Regions from separate parts of the Sus scrofa genome. Here regions 1, 2 and 3 are each linked to region 4. The links are chromatin contacts, called in public Hi-C and HiChIP or PLAC-seq maps. All regions are on one chromosome and are shown on one strand. The core of a region is the stretch at or near the end of the contact, and the rest is flanking DNA. Distances in the headings are between cores, read along the strand shown. Region 1 overlaps FOXN3 (forkhead box N3). Region 2 has its middle 200 kb from the start of FOXN3. Region 3 overlaps LOC106504536. Region 4 overlaps FOXN3 (forkhead box N3).

The links. A called contact is a pair of places that touch in the nucleus more often than the background predicts. HiChIP or PLAC-seq counts read pairs in DNA pulled down with a chosen protein or histone mark.
Region 1: an H3K27ac HiChIP or PLAC-seq map of skeletal muscle shows a contact between it and region 4, with 2.4 times the contacts expected there. The contact joins two enhancer-like sites. A contact is called at or near these places in 4 of 47 Hi-C or Micro-C datasets (embryonic fibroblasts, fetal heart ventricle, heart right ventricle and 1 more) and 2 of 2 datasets of contacts at active chromatin or transcription factors (alveolar macrophages and skeletal muscle).
Region 2: a Hi-C map of embryonic fibroblasts shows a contact between it and region 4, with 2.2 times the contacts expected there. The contact joins two enhancer-like sites. A contact is called at or near these places in 7 of 47 Hi-C or Micro-C datasets (alveolar macrophages, embryonic fibroblasts, heart right ventricle and 3 more) and 2 of 2 datasets of contacts at active chromatin or transcription factors (alveolar macrophages and skeletal muscle).
Region 3: a contact with region 4 is called in a Hi-C map of skeletal muscle, with 4 times the contacts expected there. The contact joins two enhancer-like sites. A contact is called at or near these places in 10 of 47 Hi-C or Micro-C datasets (brain, embryonic fibroblasts, fetal heart ventricle and 5 more) and 1 of 2 datasets of contacts at active chromatin or transcription factors (skeletal muscle).

Annotation. Positions count from the first base shown.
Region 1 is chr7:111,159,295-111,162,814 of Sscrofa11.1, forward strand. The region is part of intron 4 of FOXN3 (forkhead box N3); the gene reads right to left. Among named protein-coding and RNA genes, the nearest start is that of FOXN3, 180 kb to the right of the region's middle. Within about 2 kb of position 1,502, at least 8 of the 83 cell types and tissues checked have an H3K27ac peak or open chromatin away from gene starts, as enhancers often do. A contact at or near this core is called in skeletal muscle, where this site is marked.
Region 2 is chr7:111,535,017-111,538,270 of Sscrofa11.1, forward strand. No RefSeq gene overlaps it. Among named protein-coding and RNA genes, the nearest start is that of FOXN3, 200 kb to the left of the region's middle. Within about 2 kb of position 1,540, at least 76 of the 83 cell types and tissues checked have an H3K27ac peak or open chromatin away from gene starts, as enhancers often do. A contact at or near this core is called in mesenteric adipose tissue, skeletal muscle and subcutaneous adipose tissue, where this site is marked.
Region 3 is chr7:111,432,349-111,435,431 of Sscrofa11.1, forward strand. All of the region lies in intron 1 of LOC106504536, which reads right to left. It also overlaps a transcript of FOXN3 not described here. Among named protein-coding and RNA genes, the nearest start is that of FOXN3, 93 kb to the left of the region's middle. Within about 2 kb of position 1,318, at least 8 of the 83 cell types and tissues checked have an H3K27ac peak or open chromatin away from gene starts, as enhancers often do. A contact at or near this core is called in fetal skeletal muscle, skeletal muscle and subcutaneous adipose tissue, where this site is marked.
Region 4 is chr7:111,287,610-111,290,930 of Sscrofa11.1, forward strand. The region is part of intron 1 of FOXN3 (forkhead box N3); the gene reads right to left. Among named protein-coding and RNA genes, the nearest start is that of FOXN3, 52 kb to the right of the region's middle. Within about 2 kb of position 1,667, at least 33 of the 83 cell types and tissues checked have an H3K27ac peak or open chromatin away from gene starts, as enhancers often do. A contact at or near this core is called in fetal skeletal muscle, mesenteric adipose tissue, skeletal muscle and 1 more, where this site is marked.

The DNA.
Region 1 (3,520 bases), core at 252-2,751, 130 kb before region 4:
CCTGAGCAGGCATCAGGGCTTGAGCTGCTTTTCGAGAAGGGCTGGGATGTGTGGTCCGACTCCAGAATGGGCTGTTAGTGGTGGAGGGGGTGGACTCTGGGTCTCCCCAGGGAACTCCAGCCTAATCTGGCGCCTGACGCACAGAGACGGATAATAGAGAAATGCCTGCAGGTGAGCAGTGTGGGTGGGCCCGAGCGGTCAGCCAGCTCAGAGCTATAAAGGCAGCAGCGTCCTCTGAACAAAACTCCATGGGGAGCTCTGGGGCCTATAGAGCCCATGAAGGCCAAAGAGGGGCATGGATGTGGAGGATCGGATGGGCGGAAGCTCACAGCAACTCTTAGTAGAAGGCATGTCTCGAACCAGAGCAGCGATGCCCTCTGTAGCTGTGGGGTGAACCCTCCAGGGAGCAGACAAAGGGTCAGACCAGGGGTGAGGAGTGTCTTTCCTTAGAAATCACTGACTCATTAAAATAATTCACCCGAAGGTGATGTTTAAATAAAGTAACCCAATTTTAAGTCGGATGGGTGAAAGGAATATGTGGGGGAGGGGGAGGGCCTAGGGGTGAGTTGGGGGCCAGGGAGTTTGGAATAGGGAAAAAATACAACATACTCTTCTAATTAAGAAAATCAGAGATATTATGAAATGAAAACATGTACTGCATACACAGAGTCCTGAACAGAGACACACAGAGACAGGCAGAGGGGACAGTAGGGGACACCTGTCAGCAGGCCACTCCTGAGGGCTCTGAATGAGGCCCACTCACTCATCAGTCTGGCGCCATCCTGAGTCCCCTTTAAACAAAGGATCTGTCCCGTTCAGGCGCTCAGCGAGGCTTCCACCGCACAAGAACTGAAGTGCCCCCTGAAACTGCTAACGTACCCAAACTGTCTCTAGCAGCCTAAATGGCATTTAAAATAAATACTGTGAATGGATGAAATGACCAATTATGTTAAGTACCCAGGCCTGGTGTAATCCAAACCGCATCTTACCCCATTATCCTCAAAACTGCGGGATGATTCAGCAGGTCCTCGCACCAGGGATTCTGCAAGAACCAAAACACAGAGGCTGCCCTCGATAGGACCCCGCGTGCTTCCAGTTAATTCCTGCAATTGGTTTTACGTGGGGGGGAAAAAAATACCTGGACTGCGTTTCTGCTCAACAGCGCATAAACCAAACAACTATTAGAGGATACTCACTGGTTTCCGAATGTAACCATCGGGTCATTTTGTTCCACTGATTTCAGGTTTGAACTCCCATTACTTCCTCTTTAGGAATCACGGTGCTCGGAGCACATGATGTCATTATCCCAAAGTGCCCTCATTTCCCGCACCCACCCACGGAGTCTCCACCACCGCGTCTCTTGACCTGTGGGCCTCTCGTGCCCAATGTACTCTGGCAGTTTCCCCTTCTGGCTTTTTCTCTTTCCACACATCCTACCCTCTATCAGTTTTTCAAGGTCTTGGACAGGTGTCAGTTCTCCCAAGACGTGACAGCCCCACGCTCCCTCCCTCCTGACAAAAACAAAGCTGTCTCTAAGCAACACAGTGCATCAGCTTATTTTGCTGCTTCTGGATTCTTTTAGTCTCAGCCCCTAAGGCGACTCCACAGAGCAGGTGCTCCTTGGCCCCTGTGCAGCCCAGTTTAACCAGTTCTGTTGGTGACTGGGGCCCGCAGCCAGGCTGGGCTTTGCTAGCAAGTGGCTGTGTCTCTGGGTTACCCTGTGTCACCAAGCGTCACCTTTTCAGAACAGCGTTCTTTAGGGAGTCCTGCTGACCTTCAATCCCAATCCCTGGGGCTAGAGGCTATTTTTTTTTTTCTCTGTCTTTTGTCTCTTTAGGCCCGCAACCATGGCATACGGAGGTTCCCAGGCTAGGGGTCTAATCGGAGCTGCAGCTGCCAGTCTACACCACAGCCAGAGTAACACCAGATCTAAGCCATGTCTGTGACCTACACCACAGCTCACAGCAATGCCGGATCCTTAACCCACTGAGTGAGGCCAGGGATGCAACCCACGTCCTCACAGATCCTAGTCCGCTTCGTTCACCACTGGGCCATGACGGGAACTCCTAGAGCCTATTAACAGAGTTCTTTCCTAGTCTGATGATCTAGAAAAACATCCTCCTGCTTGTTAGAGAGATAAAGAAGGAATATGTCCGTATATGGAAAATACAAAGATGAGACAGTGAACATCCATCAAGTTCATTTTCTTCTACTTGATTCTAACCTACATCTTCCACCGGCATGACTGAGCAGCTCCCTTCTTTCTACCCCCAGATCTTCACTGTAAAACTTTTGTTTGTGGGCATCAGCAACTTCTTGATGAGTTAGTACCACCCGATAAAGCAGCATAATAATATTAATTTGGAAGAACATGCACAGAGTTTAAAAAACCTTATCACAAATGTCTCGAGACCTCTCTATACAGATAGAGGAAGGGTAGAAACATCACAGGAAAAAAACCATCAAGAAATCCCCACCCACCTTCCTGAATTTTCCCCAAGATCCTTCTGATTGTCACGTGTACCAAAAAAGGAAACAGGCTGTCAGGAACCGCTGTGGATTCAACAAGTATCAGAAAGCTCTAATAATGTAATTCTCAATGCCTAGAGTAATTAGGAGAATATTTAACCCTATGAAGAAAAGAAAGGAAAAAAAGTCTAGCAGCCATGAAATAGAATCTCACGGTGAAATCACTCAACTTCAGAAAACGAATCCATTTTTCCCTCATGCTTCTGCCCCACAGAAATAACCAAAGGCTAACAAACATGCTTAGAGCACATCTTCCCTGATGTGTAACTTAATGAATAAAAATCCCATGAGAAAATGTTCTAAGTAAATAAAACTTCTTTTGCGAAAATAATCTAACCATGAATGACGTTCATATCATTGCTATAGATCTAGAGGAAAAATAAAGATTCACATAACTTTGAAATCTGCTTGGAAAAAACCCAAAGGCTCATCATAATTGGTTTTTGAAGGTGGAACAGAATAGATTCCCCCCCTCCCCATCTTTTTAGGGCCACACCTGTGGCATATGGAAGTTCCCTGGCTAGGGGTCAAATTGGACCTGTAGCTGCCAGCCTACACCACAGCCACAGCAACACCGGATCAGAGCCGCATCTGCAACCGACACCTCAGCTCATGGCAATACCGGTTCCTTAACCCACTAAGCCAGGCCAGAGATTGAACCCACATCCTCAAGGATATTAGTTGGGTTGGTTACTGCTTAGCCACTACGGGAACTCCAGATTTCTTTTTTATAATGTTATTAATTTTTGAGAGCGGATATAGTTCCTCCTTTTTTTCCTTAAAAATTTAGGGCATCTATGATGGTCATTAAAATCAGGAATAATCAATCAGACCCGCCTGTCTCAATTTCATCCGTAACAAGCAAACTCACAAAGACTTTCTTAAGTTTCCAATCTCACAGGCTTTTTTTTTTTTTTGGTCTTTTTGCCATTTCTTGGGCTGCTCCCGCAGCACATGGAGGTTCCCAGGCTAGGGGTTGAATGGGAGCTGT
Region 2 (3,254 bases), core at 290-2,789, 250 kb after region 4:
TAGGTCTGCATAGTGTTATACCTTCTTTTTTCTTCAGTTAGTGCTAAACATAAAACCATTATTTTCAGATCCTTGATCTAGCTTTCAGAATTTATCCTCTACTCTTCACCATGTGAAATAAAAGTTCTGTTTTGACACCAGGGAAAAATACAGAAACACACATATTTACACACAAATATAAATTATATGATCATTTGCCCAACACAATTACATTTCCAAGTGAAAAAGTATGTGAAAGTGGCTTTCTAAGAGATGAAGCATTCCGGCAAAATGCAAAATAAAAAAGTTCCAAGTGAATGATCCTTTAGGGTAGAAAAAGGTTAGCTGTGAATACGCTTGTGAAATATACTGTGGAGGATTCTCATTCTGAGATTATGATCGTTCTTGCCTCCAGGTTCAAGTGTTGCTCAATCAGCAAGGTGCTCAATTCACAGTGATTGCGGCGCATTTCCTCGTTGATCAGGAAAATGCGTAATCTCAGCCTAGACACATTTACCATAAAAATGAATATACGAAATAGGATTTTTGATTTAAATTTTCCAGTTGCAGCATATCGAGAAAAATATATGCAAGAGAAGATTCTGTTTGAAAAGCTCTAATTCAAATAAGTCCAAAAAGAACACATCTCTATGTACCTAACGCTGTCTTGCCATTAGATAGCAAGCTTTTCTCGCTCAGAGCCCTTGTCAATTTGATTAAACTCACAAACACGTGGCTGACTCCGCCCCTTTTAAAAATACTCTCTAGCCGAGCCGGAGGATGACTGAGAAGCATGTGGCTTTGTTTCTGTGAGTGGGTCCTTTAACAGAGCAATCAGAACACACAACACTAGCTAGAGGCGAATACGTTTAAATTTAATACCCCACAACTGAATTGCCCAAACGCAGATCATTGCAGAGAGGAATTCAGAAGAATGCAAATTCAAGTCCAGAATCCAGAATACCCTTCCAGCCATGGGCATTTTCAGTTTAAAAATGGGCCTCATGAAATATGATACTTATTTGTAGTGTCGTTTTAAAAGGCTAATTTTGGAAGCCGCTCTGTTTTCTGCATATTCTCTTTCCAAGATTAAAGATCCTTCAGGTGAAACACTTGATAGAAAAGAACGGGACCCTGGGTGTGTGTGTGTGTGTGTGTGTACACACATGTACGTGTCTCTTGCAACGGTAGAGGAAAAAAGGTCCAATGAAATTCCAAAACAGTTAATTCAGCCTAGACCTGGCCCGGATGACCAACTCTGTCCTCACGAGACAGCCAGGCCGTTAGCTGGCCCAGGCGGCTGGGAAGCGAGTGGGGACCAAGCGGCCTTGCAGCCCGGCGGCCACGCTTACAGATGGCGCAGGTCCCCGCCGGACCGAAGCTGGAGCTGGCGGTGGGGTGGGGGAAGGTCGCCCCGCAGCTCACGCGGGGCCCAGAGCCCTAGCTTCCTGCAGGTTCCGCCGGCGTCCGGCGGGGCGGACGCGCTACCATAGCAACGGCGGCCCGCCCCCCGCTTCCCGGCGCCGCCGCGCCACGCAGGGTGGGATGGGGCGGGGCGGCCGTTGCTAGGAAACCGGCGGCGGCCTTCCGCCTCCGCGGCGCAGTCTCTAGGCTTCCACCCTTCACCTACTTCAGCCCAGCCCGGAGGGAAGTGGGGGAGGGTCGGAGCGGCGGGCGAGGAGCTACATGGTGGCCCAGGGCCCGGGCCGTCCTCCTTTGAGGTCGACCCTTCCGGCCGGGAAGACGTCCTCTCTTCATTTGGCTTGTGTCCTGTGCCCGCAGAGGAGAAATGAACGGAAACACTTCGGCATTGCCTCTCCCGGGACTGGCTGTGTAAGGACAGTGACGTCCCCAAACTCCGCTGAGGACCTTTATCCGCCTTCTGAAAGGAACCCTTTTTTGAGCTTTACTAGGTCGAGGAGCAATGTTAAGCACTTGGCATACATGAACTCATTTTCTGTGCTGTGAAGCAGGAGCTAGTACCTTCATTTGAACATGAATAAAATGTGGCTACGGTCGGAGAACCGGTTGGCGTGGAGCCAGAATTTGATGTCCAGTCTTGCTTAACTTCAAGGTCCCTGCTTTTTTTTTAAATAGTTAAGTGTCCTCCGTCAGCTGCCTCTTGGCTAGCACATCGTCCCGTCCTTTGCCATCCAACCAACACACCAACTGGGACACGCTGTCTGGAAATGGTCTGACAAGGAGATGGAGAAGCTGAAATCGAGGTTGTCCAGAAAACCTGGCACATAGAGTTTACACTGATTTATCATCGATAATTTACAGATGTCCCAGTCTGTAATGTAGCAAGGGAGTTGCAACTTAGGGTTCTCAGATTCTTACTAAAGGAAGAGAATCTAAACCAAAGAATTTGCCAAAATCCAGATCAACTTGTTGTGTGTATCCCATGGTGGGCTACGTATTGTGGGAGATTAAAAGATTTCCCCCCCCCAAACAGGGCCTGTGCACAGAGAGTTTATTTGCTATTAGGAAACTGTCTTGTTTTGTCTTGATTCTTGATTGTGCAAGTAATTTATTAAGGACAAGCTTCCAGAAGACACAAATAAGGGAAGCAGAATAGGGCAGGAGGATAAGGCAAGCAAGGCAGGAATGTAAGGTCAAGTTCCAGCCTCAGCTTGATCCAGAGGCAGCTGTGGGGCACAAATTACACAGAGAGTTGCTCGGCCCTGAAGCAAGGGAGCTGGGTTTTTACACCCCTGCTCTTACCAGCCCCTGGCGATGGGCCTTCCTGAACACCCAACACTTCCAGGGTGAGTCTAGGTGAAGGGACTCTAATAGATTAAGGGTAGTTCTTTGAAGGCTGGAGGTGTGAGCCATTAGGAGAGAAGCACCCGGAAGCTAGAGGATGGGGACGGTGAACAAGTAAAGGGGGTCTGAGAGGGTTTGGGCAAAGTACCAAAAGCATACACTACAGTCCACCCCTTGCAGCATTCAGATTCACATGTTCCCTGGTTAAGTTTCCATCTTGTCCCAGCTTATTCAAGATTCTAACTGGTCACAAATCTAGTGGGACAAACTATAGCTCTTGCCCCTGCAGCTGGTCCCAAGGTTATAACTAAAAATCGTCATCTCTCTTCTTTACCATCTATTCTGTATTCCCCTCATCCTCCACTAGCCCTTTTGCTAGTCTAGGGGGGTTGCCTGGAGGGGCCGCAATTTTCACACTTAGGGGGCTGAGCTCCTTGCTGCCAGGTCTCTTTTAGGAAGTGGTTGCTGTCACTGCCTATTTTGAGTTAAAACTGGGCTTGGAAGTAGCA
Region 3 (3,083 bases), core at 68-2,567, 140 kb after region 4:
ACCCACTAGTTTTTATTTGTCTCACCTATTCAAGGGTCTTTTTGCTCATAATAATTTTTTAAAAGATACTTTTAGTATCTTTATTTCTGCATTTATTTATTTATTTTAGTATCTTTATTTCTGATGAACCTATTAGGTAGACATGGAATTCAGAGTCAACAGTTCAGCCACTTGAAATACTATCTATTTGCTTTTTACTTCTATTGTTTCAGTGGAAGGGTCAGTTGTCAATCTTACTGTTGCTCTTTTGAAGACAAGAGTTACCCATCCCTCCAGCCCTGGCTGCTTTTCAGCTTTTCTCCTTTTTATTTTCAGAAATCTTACCCTGTTGTTCCAAGGCGAAGTTTCTTTTCACTCATCCAGCTTAATGTCCTAGGGCTTCTCGATTCTGTGACTTTGTGTCATTTGTTAGTTAGTTTTGGAGAATCCTCAGCCATTTGCTTCTCAATTATTTCTTCTGTTCCCTTTTCTCTCTCCCCACCTACCAAAACTCCTGATACTTGTACATTAGGTCTTTCGTCTATATCCCCTGTACCATTCCATTCAAATTTCTGTGTTTACTGTCTATCATCTTGCCTCTCTGTGCTTCATTTGGGTATTTTCTTCTGCCTTATATTCTAGTTCACTAACTTTCTCTTCAACAATACCTACGCCACTGAATGCATCCATTTTTTGACAGCTTTATTAAAGCACAATTTATATACCATAATATTCACCTACTATAAGTGTATATTCAATGATTTTAGTATCAATTCAGTTATAAAAACCATCACCATCACCAATATCCAATCTTACAGGGATTTTTCACTACCCGCAAAATTTCATCTATTTAGATTTCAGTAACTATGTTTTTCAGTTCTAGGTTCTTATTTGTAATTTTCAGTTCTCTGGAAAATTTTTAAAGCTTCTCTTTTAATTCTTTGACTATATCAGTTACAGTTATTTGAGCGACCATATATAATTAATTCACTATTTGGATCCCTTGTAGGTATCTCTCTCTTATTTGTCAAATTTTTGTCTTGGTTTTTTATTATGTCTTGATTTCTCATATATCTAGTTATTTTTCATTGGGTGGCAGATATAGTCCATGAAAAACTCTAGTGAACATGAGGCTCCAGAAGATGTATCTTCCTCCAGAGAGGATTTTTGCTTTTGCTTCTGGCAGGCATCTAAGTTAGTGACACTAATCTGAAAATATTTTATTTTTGGCTTCAGTCCCTGTGAGAGTTTTTCTATTTCTGGTTCATCTTGACTCAGGGTTCCAAATGAAAGCTGAGGTTGTTTACTAGGGTTTCTGCTCCTTGGCAGGACTTGACTACAATTACCATTCCCCAAACCCCAGGAGTTTGTTGAAAGCTCTGCTAAGTGTCTAGTCTCTTAGCCACTACTTTTGGAATTGATGACTGTCTCAAGAAGAAGATCCAAATGCTGGGCTCACCTCTTAGGTGAGGGGAGTTTCCTCCCCCCAAATCTTATCTCTGCAATTCCTTATTGCCTTGATGGCTCTCCAGTGCTTCCAAACTGAGTTGCTGTTGTTGTAGTTTTTCCTTTTTAATTTTAAGCAGCTTTTCTCAGCAGAAAAGTTGGTCAAAACAAACTTGACCTACTATTGCCAGACATATTGACTACCATTGTTAAGTAAGGTGACCATAATTTATCATACACATCAAGATGCTTTTGAAAATAAAAGGAGGCAGTACTAGTGATTACACTGGGACAGTGCACATAAACCCAAACTACCACAAACAAATCAGGATATGTGGTAACTGCAGTAAAAATGCATGGAGCACTTTGCTTAAAAAATGTAAATTACTTTAATATTCACATTGGTCTTATTACAAATATGGAGATCTTCTCCCTTTTCTTTGTAGTGAGTGAATATTTGGTATTAAGGATACAAATGAACCCTTGCTCAGTGTAGGGAGAGACCACACAGTAGCTCATTATATCAGGAGACAGAGTTAACTATTCCACCCAGCCTGCTAGTTCATGAGCTCTATATCTCATTAATGTCCTTGGCCTAGACTTGGTACCTCCAAAAGTGTAGTTTTGGAAACTTTGCCAAAAAAGTTTTTTTCTATAGAGTTAAGAGAGAAGCCTTAGATTTGAGAAGAAAGTGAACATAATTTCCAAAGATAGTACCCTGCCCCCCCAACGACATCTCTTTTATTAGAAATGCTCTGCTCTCATCTGCCAGAAATTCTATGCCCTGCTCCATGAAGGAAACACATAATAAATGAAGGGTTAGCTCTGTCTTGGCTTTTGGGGGAGCTAGACTATTCACCTGGGTCATCTTCTAAAATGAACTCCTCTGGACTGGAGAGCTATTCTCTGACCAATGCCAGAGCTCAGCCCAAGGAGCTGCGCAATCAAATAAAATGTGGTTGATACCTAATTACAGACTCACCACATCTTGTATTTTGCAGCCTGACCCTTCCTGGAATTTTGATGATGCTATTCAGAATACACTTCCTTTTCTTCATCTGCACAGTTTAGATGGCTTGATTCGAAACAATCTTTTAGTACATAAACAGCCCAACATTTTTCCAAAACACAGGCTTTATCAGCATATAAAGTAATTTGCCACATGCATTGTGTTTGCATCTGAACAGGTGGATAATAGATTAGAGTTACTAAGATGTCAGTGTATTTTCCCATCCACAGTACAGTGCAGTCGAGAGAGAAAACTACTCTTTGAAAACAAAACAAATTATGATTCCAACAATTTAACTCAGGTCCATATGTCATTCTCATTTACTAAGACCAATAGCAACAGAAAATAAACGTGGAGCCTTGAAAACATTGAGCCTAGCAACAAAGTAATGAGTTAAACTCAAATAGAGAGTGATACTGAGGACAGTAACCCAGGGTTTGGTTTCGGGGAAATTATCTGTGGCCTTGAAGAATATTCAAGAGCTGAGTTCCTCTGTTTGCTGCTAAATACTGACCTCTTTCAGCAAAGAAAAAAGGAGGGCAAGGTCTCTATTTAAGAATTTGAGATACTGTAGATCAACTTATACTTTAATTGATTAAAAAGTGAAAAAACACAAACCAAAAAACTTGAGATAACACCAAGCCTCCCC
Region 4 (3,321 bases), core at 417-2,916:
GGAGCCCTGGCCTCGCTCAGTGGGTTCAGGATCTGGCGTTGCCATGAACTGTGGTGTAGGTTGCAGATGAGGCTTGGATCTGATGTGGCTGTGGCATAGGCTGGCAGCTGTAGCTCCGGTTAGAACCCCTAGCCTGGGAATCTCTATATGCCGTGGATGCAGCTCTAAAAAGCAAAAAAGAAAAAGAAAGCATACAAATAAAAAGAAAAAACTGAAAAGGGACTACTTGCAAAAAAATAAAGTTCAGCTTCCATGTCATAATCAATATGGTATGATATACCCTTGTAATAAAAAAATAAATCAGCTAGCTACTGAGTGTCAAACAAACTGTAAATGCCTTGAGAGGCAAAGACCCTGTCTTATACTTCTGCTTATAGCATGTGGAATTAGTGGTAACCAAAAACATCAATCACTTTAACAGAAAAAAAAAAAAAATGCTCTTTTTTTATCCTTCTCTCAAACTAGTAACCAGATTTGGGAAAGAAAAGTAGCATCATCAACTTTTTCGTCCTCTGAAGTTTTCAAGCGCATTTACTCTTTTCCTCCCTTCAGCAAGTACACCAAGTCCCACAGTCTCATGGGTTTCAGGGACTATGTCTGCCAGAGTCTTCACGGTGCCAAGAAATAACTTCTCTCTTCTTACTTTCTTCAGAGAGATGTGAAAGAAAACAGTCAATTCTTCTCTTTCAGATGGTCTTTTCAAAACCAAATAAAAGCTCCAACTTTGGTGAACTCTCTGGTAAACATTACATTGAATAAAACTATTACCAACACACTTCCCTGCTGTACAAAATTCAGTTATGAAGATGAGCAACGTAATCCATGTACTATGACAGCCAAACGTGAACTCTCTTTTACTGGGGTAGTGCAGTTCACCAGCACGGTCTGTTTTGAAACCCCTCCTCCTTCCCAAAATAGCATCGCTTGTGCCTTTAACCCTGTGATTCAGAGGCAAGCAAAATGCGCCCATAAACCAGGAGCCATGAGTGCATGTGAGTGGTTCCACCTCTTAAGGGGTGGGGGCTGGGCAGGAAGTGGCCAAATGGATGGCTGTCTTTCTGTGGGTGCCCCTAACGGCACCTCACATCTCTGTACTCAAAGACATGGGACTCTGACTGGCTCCAAAGATTTGGCCCCTAAACAACCAGGCGTCCTTTTTAAGTTGGCATTTCTTCTGGAGAGGAATATCAAGCATCTCTCTTCCACGCCTCACACGGTGCTGGGCCAGCTGTCTAACAATATGGATCCCAGAAGGGGGTGCTGCCCACGTTGGTGACAGCAGCCATGAGTGCCTGTTGCTCATCGCTAATGTCAGAGAGACCTCAGCACGGGGTGGTCCAGGCAGTTGGCTGAGACTCCCCGGGCAAGCGTCCATGCACCGGGAGTGCCAGCAGAGGCTACCCGAGGGCCAAGGTGGACATGCCACAGAGTCCTGACTTCCGGATGGAGACCAGTCCCAGAGAGTGGACGTCAGTGCTCTCGGGAGGCTGCCCGGGCCAGGTTCAAAGGGACGTGACATCCGTTCCAAAGAAATCCCACCTGCTACCGGCATGGCCAGGCTCATCTTCCCCACATACCAGCCTCCCAGGCAAGCCTCCAAGGGCTCGGTGAGGAGGCAGCTGCAACCATTTGCTGTCTCTGAACGATCTGGGCTGGGAAGACGTGGAGATGGGGAAGAAGCAATGGCCCTTCCCAATGACGTGGACCCTCCAGTTGGCTGGGCTCCGGAAACACCATCTTGACCTCTCTGGAGGAAAAACGTGGTTCCCTTTGGCCTCGGGACTCCGGCCAGGCAGATTGGCTGGAATACTTTTCTGCATCCACACACACCCACACCCCATGGGTGTTCGGGACTGTGACAATGAAAACCTACTCCAGCACAGCCTTCTCCTTCCAAACTCCAGTGACATCCCCTTGCCTGAAACGCCCGCCACCATGTGAAAGCCTGGCTGGGCCACTCAACAGGGACTCCTTAGCTTTACCGCTATTGAAGAACTTGAGTATCAAACCAAGCACAAAAGGCCTAATGCACAGCAGCTGCTGGGGGGTGGGGGGAAGCTCACTCCATCCCCTTCCCTCTGTCTGGCAGAAGCAACAGAAGGATTTCTTTCTTTTTTTTTTTTTTTTTAATGCCCCAAAAAACTCATTTAAACTTGGGGTGCAAAAGGCATCTGAAACGTGAGAGTCCCTGGGCTGGCCCAGGGATAGAAGGGGAAGGTTTCAATGAGACCCCGAAGCGACGCAGACCTGAAGGGGGGAAGCAGGCCGCCCCACAACAAGGCAGCCAACTGCCAAACTGTCATTTTGCTCGGCGGCTGAACATAAGGCTCGAGTAATGACAACCACAAAACTCATTTAAAGTCTGAAAAGGTGACTAATGAGCTCATTCATGCTGCCTATAAATTATTCACTACAACACGGATCCCACTCAAGACAAACAGTAAAGTAAACTTTCAACACAGACTCTGCCGGCCTCCAAAGGAGAGGGAGTTATGTCTGTAAAACTTTTCACAATGTGGGATACTGGCCTCTCCCTCCGTCTATTGTCACATTCATTCTTCTGTTTACTTTTTTTTACTGCCTTTAATCAAGTTTAAGCAGACACAGCTGTTACACATTTATTTCTCTGTTGAGTTTTTTCCATTAGTTATTACGAGCAATCATGATGCTCTAAAAATAGCAACAAATTATATTCTCTCAAAATTGAAGGCTGACCTTAAAATGAAGCCCAGGTCTTCGGAAAGAATATTCATATGCACATGTTGGGTGAGTGACAGCCCTGCACAAAGGCGAAACAAAAGTGCATTTTCCACCCTTGGAGAGGTTTGCAATTTGCTTCCAAATTTCCTTAGGTTCTAGTGGAAACGGGTTGCTTGAAAACCTTAGAAGACAGACTCTGCTTCCAATGGCTGTGTTTGGGTTGAGATTTTCATGAACACTCACCATCTTAACAGAATAAAAGGGGAAACGTCTCATTTAGGCTTTTCAGCACAGATAAACCCAGCAGCAGGTTTGCTGGAAACCCACCACATTGCTGCAGACTGCTTTCAGTTTCCTGTTTAATATTAAATAAAGAATTTCAGCTCTTCTGTTTTCACAAACTGTGCTATTTGCAATTACTGTCACCACTAAAAGCAGGATGACTGTGGAGAACTAGTCCTATGTTTTTCGAACCGTTTTTTGTTGTTGTTGTTTTTCATCTTAGTATCTATTTCCAAGATGTTGTAAGAGTTAAAGAGTTTCAAATCTATCTAATAGATTTTTTTTTGAAAGAGTCCCCAAATAAGTACTTACATTAGTTCTTGGTCAGATCGCCGAACA